Regions from separate parts of the Ovis aries genome. Here region 2 is linked to region 1. Evidence: chromatin contacts called from public Hi-C data. All regions are on one chromosome and are shown on one strand. The core of a region is the stretch at or near the end of the contact, and the rest is flanking DNA. Distances in the headings are between cores, read along the strand shown.

Region 1 (4,089 bases), core at 1,253-3,752:
GACACTAATCACAATCCGCCAGTCTTCTTTCCCTTCCCTGGCTCTCTCTCCCACCTAGACGACCATCATGGGGGGTAAGGCAACCAACGGGAAAAGCAAGGACAGGACTCATCCAACCTTGAATGAGACTACGGACTAATTCTGAACATGGCCCCACTCTTAATTTACAAGGTAACTCACTCAGTTCTTTAGATCTGACATTATCCAATGACCTGAGCTAGGAATGAAGTGATATATAAAGTTTAATCATTAAACGACTTTATAAGACACTGTTGCAAACAGGGAGCAATGAGAAAATTGGCTTAAACAATTTGGGTGTTCAGGAGCAGTTTTTCTTACTCCAGGAGATTAAACATGCCACCTGAGAGCCACCATGTTTAACCAGAACTAGGTTTATTGTAGTTGACTGACAACAGGGGTGAAGCAAGACTCTTGCTTGCCTTCTTGCTGTGAACTGAGGTGAGCCTGGAAGGTGCCCCGATCAAAGCCAGCTCCCTGCCCCCACAGACTGTGCAGGCTTTGGCGTCAGACTGCCTGGTTCCCATCCGCAGAAGGGTACACACTGATTCTCAGAATCTGTTTCCTTATCTGCAAAATGCGGCTCACACTACTCACCCCATCCAGTTACTGTGAGAATTAAATGAGATAGCCTGCCAAAGCACTCAGGACCCAGCAGGAACAATCATCATTGGCTGCTGTCACCAACCTTTTTTGCGCTAAGCTCGGCTCACCGGTGGAGTGGGCCAGGAGCCCAGGAGAATTGGTTACTGCGGTTACCTTGTGATGACCCTGAGCCAGGAATGAGGGAGCAGGTGAGGTTAGCGCCAAACTCCTCAATGTCTTCCAAGAGACAGAATGTACTAATGGACGCTATTCTCCTGCAGCCTGTCTGTCCTCAAGAGATTTCTAAGAAGCAGTGGCAAGGCCTCAGGAGCTAGGTCCCTGGCAGAGAGCAAGTTTCTGGTGACCACGGCACTCAATATTGAGAAGACAAAACCCCTGATAAGGTGCTGAACTGTCAGGTTCTACACATGGCTGGAACCCTTGGTGACTCCCTGGGAACAACCCCCTCCCCCGCCAATCCCCTTCCACCACCACCTGCTTTCCTCTGATGGACTTCAGCTCTCGCTAAACTAAGGACAGCAGGGGACACTTGGTGCGCTTCCCTGCCCGGCCCCCACCCCCCCTCGGAATTCAGGACATCCAGCTAAGCGCGGGGCTATCTTTAAAAGGAATTATTCGTGGCTCCTACATAGCCCGCTGGTGAGGGCAACGTGGGGCGGCCCAGGCCAGGAGTCCCCCGAGTGCCCCCAGAGCCCACCCTCCGCCTGAGAGCCCGTAGCGCCCCGCCCGGGGGAGCACCCCGGGCCCGCAGAACCCCTCCGAGGAGAAACAACCAGCTCTGCAGATGCAGCCCTTGCAGTTTGGGTCTCTTCTCTCCTCTGACGTAATGTCAGTTTCCTGCTTTCGCGCTGCAGTGTGCAGCTCGCTGGCCGGTAAGTCTGAGGATCAATGGATTGAACGCCAAGATAATCACCGCCACTATCTTGCAGTTTATTTTCCACGAATACACCCCGCCCCCCAAATTCCACGACTTTTGGCTTTTCAGGCGGTATTGTTCTCCCCTCCCCCCAGGAAGGCCGCCTCTACACACAGCCCAGCACCAGGAAACAGGCGTCGGTTTGTGGCTCAAATGTGGGGCCGGGGCGGGGTCGGTTCAAACCTTCTCTGCACCCCCACCCCCATCCCCACCCCCTGCTTTGAGATGTCAAATCCCTGGCTTTGTTTCCAGCAAAACTATGATCGGAGCGGCAGCATTTCCTCCCCTTCTCCAGAAACCGAGCTGGGAAGTGGGTAAAAACTATTTACTACGGAACGTGCTAGGACGCTTCTCCACGCCCCACACCCCCACAGGGAAAGGACCGGCAGAGACCGCCCCGCCACCTCACTCGAGCCGGGCCAACTGCAGCTCCGCGGCCGCTGCCACCGCCCAGCCGAGCCTGGGGAGACTCCCAAGGGCTCTTTAAATACGATCTATAAATACTACGGGCGCTTGGCGCGCGCGTCACGGCAGAACCGGCCTCCGATTGGTTGTCGTAACCCCGCTATTTGCATAGCCGGATTGCTCAACCGGGCGGCGACCTCAGCCGAGCGCTCCCCTCCCCCGCAGCGGGCGCGCGGGCCGTTCGGGGCCGGCGGGCGGGGGCCGCTGGGTGGCGGCCGCACGGCCCGGCGACGAGTGCGAAGTGGCGGTGGCGACGTCCAGAGTGACTTGAACTCCGGAACATTTCGAGTCTTGAGTCATGCGGCGGTCTTCCGGGAGGCCGGCCGCCTCCCAGAAGGATCAATTTTGCGCAGCCGAAGGCCGGCGCCTTTAGATCGGGTCATTTTGCTTTTCAAACACAGAAAGAAAAAGTTTGAAGGGTTTCACCCGAACAGATGCGCTGGGTGGCTCGCGGAGGCACCACGTGAGACCTTGGACACGCAGCCAGAGCCCTGTCCAATGACTTGCGCCTTGGGGTGTTCAAAAAAGGCTTTTTGCATGATCACTAGTCAGACCTCGTTAGTTTGAAAACCAAACCAGGAGTGTTCTGGAAATGAAAGAGGTTTAAAGCTAAGGTTTTTTTTTAATTTTTATTTTTTAAACACCCATTCATCGATAAGAAGCTAGGGGAAAAGATTCTCTTGTAGCAACTAAAAATGTTCAGCTACTTGGCCCTAACCGGAGCTGGTTGCCTCTGGGGAGATGGGTAGTGGCGGAGAGGGTCAGGAGGGTGGGGAAAGACCACGCTTTGGAATCCGGGAAGCAATCCGACGTTGCGGAGGATATTGGCACTCGGGATTCTGTCTAGAAGATGCTATTGATCGCGGGAGATAAATGTAGATAAATGTGCAGATATTGTTTTATGTTAGTATTCAGATGTTATGAAAATCGTTTTATCTTCGGGATGTAACCTGAGAATAGGAACTGTGGCTGCCGATTGTTCCAAACATTCTAGGTAAAATCTACAGCATAGTAAAGTCCTTACTTTTGAATGTGATAAATACGATGACTTTCAGTTTCCTCATTTTGTTTTAAAATGCCCTGTCCTTAAAGTGCAGAAAGCACATGGTAAGGGTCCAAGTTTTCCCGTAACAGTATCCGGGGAAGACGCTAGAAGTGTATGTTGGTGTCTTACACCGAGTCGGTCCTCAGAAAATATTAGTGGTGTGAATCAAATACGTTCATTAGAAGAAACTAAGCATTGCTCAAAATCTAAGGTCTCATTCAATTATGTTTCATAAATGTCCTTTCCCCCTATATCAAACTCAAAGCTCATAGAACTCTTGTTATTCTACAACACTCTTAACTACTGTTACTTGGATGCAGCGAATATGTATCTAAAAGCTTTTTGAAAAAGAACTTCGGATTTTAACTGAAGAGCGCCCTCTGCTGCCAACCCGTTTATGGGCAACGCGCCTGAAAAGTGAAATGCTTGTCAGAGTTGGACTGTGAAGAAAGGTGAGCACCGAATGATTGATGCTTTTGTTCTGTGGTGTTGGAGAAGACTCTCGAGAGTCCCTTGGACTGCAAGGAGATCCAACCAGTCCATTCTGAAGGAGATCAGCCCTGGGATTTCTTGGAAGGAATGATGGTAAAGCTGAAACTCCAGTACTTTGGCCACCTCATGTGAAGAGTTGACTCATTGGAAAAGACTCTGATGCTGGGAAGGATTGGGGGCAGGAGGAGAAGGGGATGACAGAGGATGAGATGGCTGGATGGCATCACTGACTCTATGGACGTGAGTCTGAGTGAACTCTGGGAGTTGATGATGGACAGGGAGGCCTGGCGTGCTGCGATTCATGGGGTCACAGAGTCAGACAGACTGAGCGACTGAACTGGTGAACTGATGCCCACCTAGTGTCAGACTTTATTTTTGGGGGGCTCAAAAATCACTGCAGATGGTGATCGCAGCCATGAAATTAAAAGACGTTTACTCCTTGGAAGGAAGGTTATGACCAACCTAGATAGCATATTCAAAAGCAGAGACATTACTTCGCCAACAAAGGTCCGTCTAGTCAAGGCTATGGTTTTCCAGTGGTCATGTA
Region 2 (3,496 bases), core at 915-3,414, 180 kb before region 1:
ACACACTCAGACAACACCAAAGAATGGGATAATGCTGCCACAAGACAAAAAGTAGCAGAAGCTAGCACCGGCAGGGTGAGAACAGCCTTGACAACACCTTAATCTAAGACTTCTAGACTCTGAAACCATGAAACAATAAATTTCTATTGGTGAAGCCAGTTAGTCTGTGGTATGTTGTTACTTGGCAGTCCTAGGAAACTAATACTTAGATCTGGAGTCCAGTCTGTTCCTGGAAGCTGCATTTGAACTGGTATTCAAGGCTTGCGTGCGTGCTAAGCCACTTCAGTAGTGTCCAGCTCTTGTAACCCCATAGGCTGTAACCCGCCAGACCTCTCTGTCCTTGGGATTCTCCAGGCAGGAATACTGAAGTGGGTTGCCATGCCCTCCTCCAGGGGATCTTTCCCACCCAGGAATGGAACCTGTGGTTCTTATGTCTCCTGCACTGGCAGGCAAGTTCTTTACCACTAGAGCCACCTGGCAAGTCCATTCCAGGCTTACTCCAATTTTCCAGAAACCACATTTTGAGAAAGACTGCCAAAGGGATCTAAAAACAATAAACTTGTGTACTGGTTGGAAAATAAATAGGTGCCTATTGTTCCCTTATCAGCAGCTTTAAGTCAGTTTAAAATCCATTTACTTTCTGTTCTCCCTGACATAAACGCTCTCCACACCCTGTTTCTTCTCATTACTTCTGGTAAATTCATCATACTTTAAAACACAGCTTGAAAAGCACTGCTCTGCTCTTCCTGTCCCCCTTTCCTCTCCCGCCCTAATTTTAACATTCCCATCTTTGTGTTACTCCATCGTAGTCACTTCAATGATTATAGTTATAAAACTGTATTGTAATTAATTTGCTAAGTCTGTCTTCCATACCAGGGAGAGATTGTAATTATCACCTTTGTGTACTTCGTTTCAGTCTAGTACCAAGCACAAAGAGTATGCTCCATATTTTCCCTTAATTAATGAATTAAATAATTAAACTAATTACGCTTTCCACTTCCATCTGGTTTTAATCACTGAAGAAGATGGAAATCACTTTTAAGAAAATGGGAAACGAGAACATTTTAGCTACATGTTGGTCTGTGTTCCTGGAGAAGACACGACAGCTGAAGAGTGCAGAAAAACAAAACGAGACGCTCTATCGTACTTAAACACCAGGCAGGTTGCATACTCTGAATCACAAAACAATTCAAATTTCCACAAAAAACCACATAAAATAAATTTTCAAAGCAGAGTAAACTGCTGCTGTTGCTGCTAAGTCACTTGAGTGTGTCTGACTCTGTGCGACCCCATAGACGGCAGCCCACCAGGCTCCCCTGTCCCTGGGATTCTCCAGGCAAGAACACTGGAGTGGGTTGCCATTTCCTTCTCCAATGCATGCAGGTGAAAAGTGAAAGGAAAGTCGTGCCTGACTCTTAGCGACCCCATGGACTGAGGCCTACCAGGCTTCTCCGTCCATGGGATTTTCCAGGCAAGAGTACTGGAGTGGGGTGCCATTGCCTTCTCCGAGAGTAAACTGCAGCAGCTTTCAATTAATTGCTGAGGCGGAAAAAGCAAACCAAACAAAACTATGCATTTCCACCAAGCTTCAATTTAAAAAAAAAAAAAAGAAATTTCACAGGAATGTCTATCACTACTAGGAGTAACTAAATTGAGACGAATATTTGAATTTAGCAGCAGCTGGAGATTAAAACATCATCTGATCTGATTAAAACACCACAAACTGACCATTCCCCGTTTGCAGAAACAGGTCTGGACTCTCTCTCCGGTCCATCAGACCCCGAATGGAAGGCCATACTTCAGGAGAGGTCCATACCCGCTAAGGATATGGGGTCTTTCCTAAACCGACTCGCTCTCCTCTAATAAAATACGACAGGCCCTTGCCACATCATTTAACACAGCGCAGGAGCATCAATGATCGCCCCTTGGCCCTGCTCCCCTACGTTTCCTGCTCACCATGTTGAAGCATACACGACCTCGGTAGTCGGCCAAGTGTGATCTCCGGGCTATGTGGACAAACGCTCCCGCGTTGTCAGGACGACAAGCCCCGCCCACTGGCGCCCCAGGGCCGCTGCGGAGAGCCCCGCGTCTGCGTTCGCGCAGTCGCGCTGGGGTTTTTCCGGACGGTGCCCTACCCACTTCCCTGACAGGTTGCTCCGCCCCACTACAGCCTGCCGCCCGCCTTGGTCGACAGCCTCCGGCGTTGGAGCTGAGGGCTGCGTTTACGGCTGCGGCGTGCCGGAAAGTGCGTGAGTGCCGCGCCGGGGCGTCTTATTTTGTTTTCCGGATGCTTGAGTCTGGAGGCGGTATCCTCTGGGAGAGGACCAGCAGGTGTAGGAAAAGGGCTTATGTGCGTCGTCCGACGTTGACGGCCCCTCTCCCTGTTTCCCTAGATTTGCTGGGGCGAATCTTTCTTTGCGGATTTCGAGAAGGAAGGGGGCCGCCGACTACGCGACTGGGTCAAGTGGCTGACACCGGGTCGGCTTCCTGGGCCGCCACCGCTTAGACCAGCGTGGGGCTGGGCTCAATTGGCAGTTTAGAAAAAGAGGTAAATAAATTGGCTCCTAGAGGGTTGTTTATTTTTAAATGACCTTCAGATTATTCTCCTTGCACCTGTTTGTTTATTTCCTGAGCCATCAAGGTATATGCTGTTTTGGGGGTTTGTTTTTTGGTTTTTTTTTTTAAGAGGCGCTCTAAGCAAGAACTGGAACTAATTTGAAGCAGTTCCTGGGTAACTGGTGGAGGTCTCAGAGACCCAGCAAGACGCGCTAAATTCTGTGCCCAGAGTCAAGGTCACAGTGTACTAACCGGTAGCACAACCCTTCGAATGTCGGTCTACCAACATGAAGAAACTCTGGCAGCTTAGACCAACAGGAAAACTAGAAGAAATTAAGAGACTGAGACATTAACCTTCCAAAGCGTATCTGAATTCCGTATGAATTTAGATCTAAACCCCGTTTAGGCTTAAACCCCATTTTAGCCTGACAAGACATGAAATGCTTTAAAATTCTTGCCACCATTTTTCATCTCTGATTGTAATTTTATGTCCACACAACCCAGTCTCTCTTGCAATTTCATTGACCAAAGGTATTATTAAATAAGTATTTCTGACTGAGCTAGTCGTTATAGGTTAAAGTTATTCTCCCACAGAAATCCAAATTGCTTCATAGCTATGACATTTCACCTTCACATCCCTGGTAGCAAGATTAAAAACGTCTTAATGTCGACTTGATATACAGTTCCAAAGCTGGTATGGAACTAAGCTTTTACGTTTTTCAGTCAAACTAATGTGTATGATTACAGAACTTCAGTCAGCTCTGATGGGAGTAAGGAAGTGTGAATGGTAATCACAAATAATTTTGATATCGTGGGATTTCAGGGGAGAGACTTGCTCCAGTTCTCCTTCCACCAAATTCCCCCCAGGGAGGAGGATTTGCTATGGATGTGTTAGAACATGCTGGACTGTGTTCTAGGGGACTGCTCTGCTATGAGATTA

The links. Hi-C and Micro-C count contacts between places; a contact is called where the count stands out from the background.
Region 2: a contact with region 1 is called in a Hi-C map of liver, with 4 times the contacts expected there. The contact joins the promoter of ETFRF1 here to the enhancer-like site in region 1. A contact is called at or near these places in 7 of 16 Hi-C or Micro-C datasets (blood, hypothalamus, liver and 4 more).

Annotation. Positions count from the first base shown.
Region 1 is chr3:190,241,209-190,245,297 of ARS-UI_Ramb_v3.0, reverse strand. No RefSeq gene overlaps it. Among named protein-coding and RNA genes, the nearest start is that of KRAS, 130 kb to the left of the region's middle. Within about 2 kb of position 2,502, at least 53 of the 54 cell types and tissues checked have an H3K27ac peak or open chromatin away from gene starts, as enhancers often do. A contact at or near this core is called in hypothalamus, liver, muscle and 1 more, where this site is marked.
Region 2 is chr3:190,423,945-190,427,440 of ARS-UI_Ramb_v3.0, reverse strand. ETFRF1 (electron transfer flavoprotein regulatory factor 1) reads left to right here and starts at 2,164. Exons shown (of 3, transcript XM_042247389.1): 1 at 2,164-2,249. DNAI7 (dynein axonemal intermediate chain 7) reads right to left here and starts at 2,039. Exons shown (of 14, transcript XM_060413313.1): 1 at 1,957-2,039. The coding sequence starts at 1,959.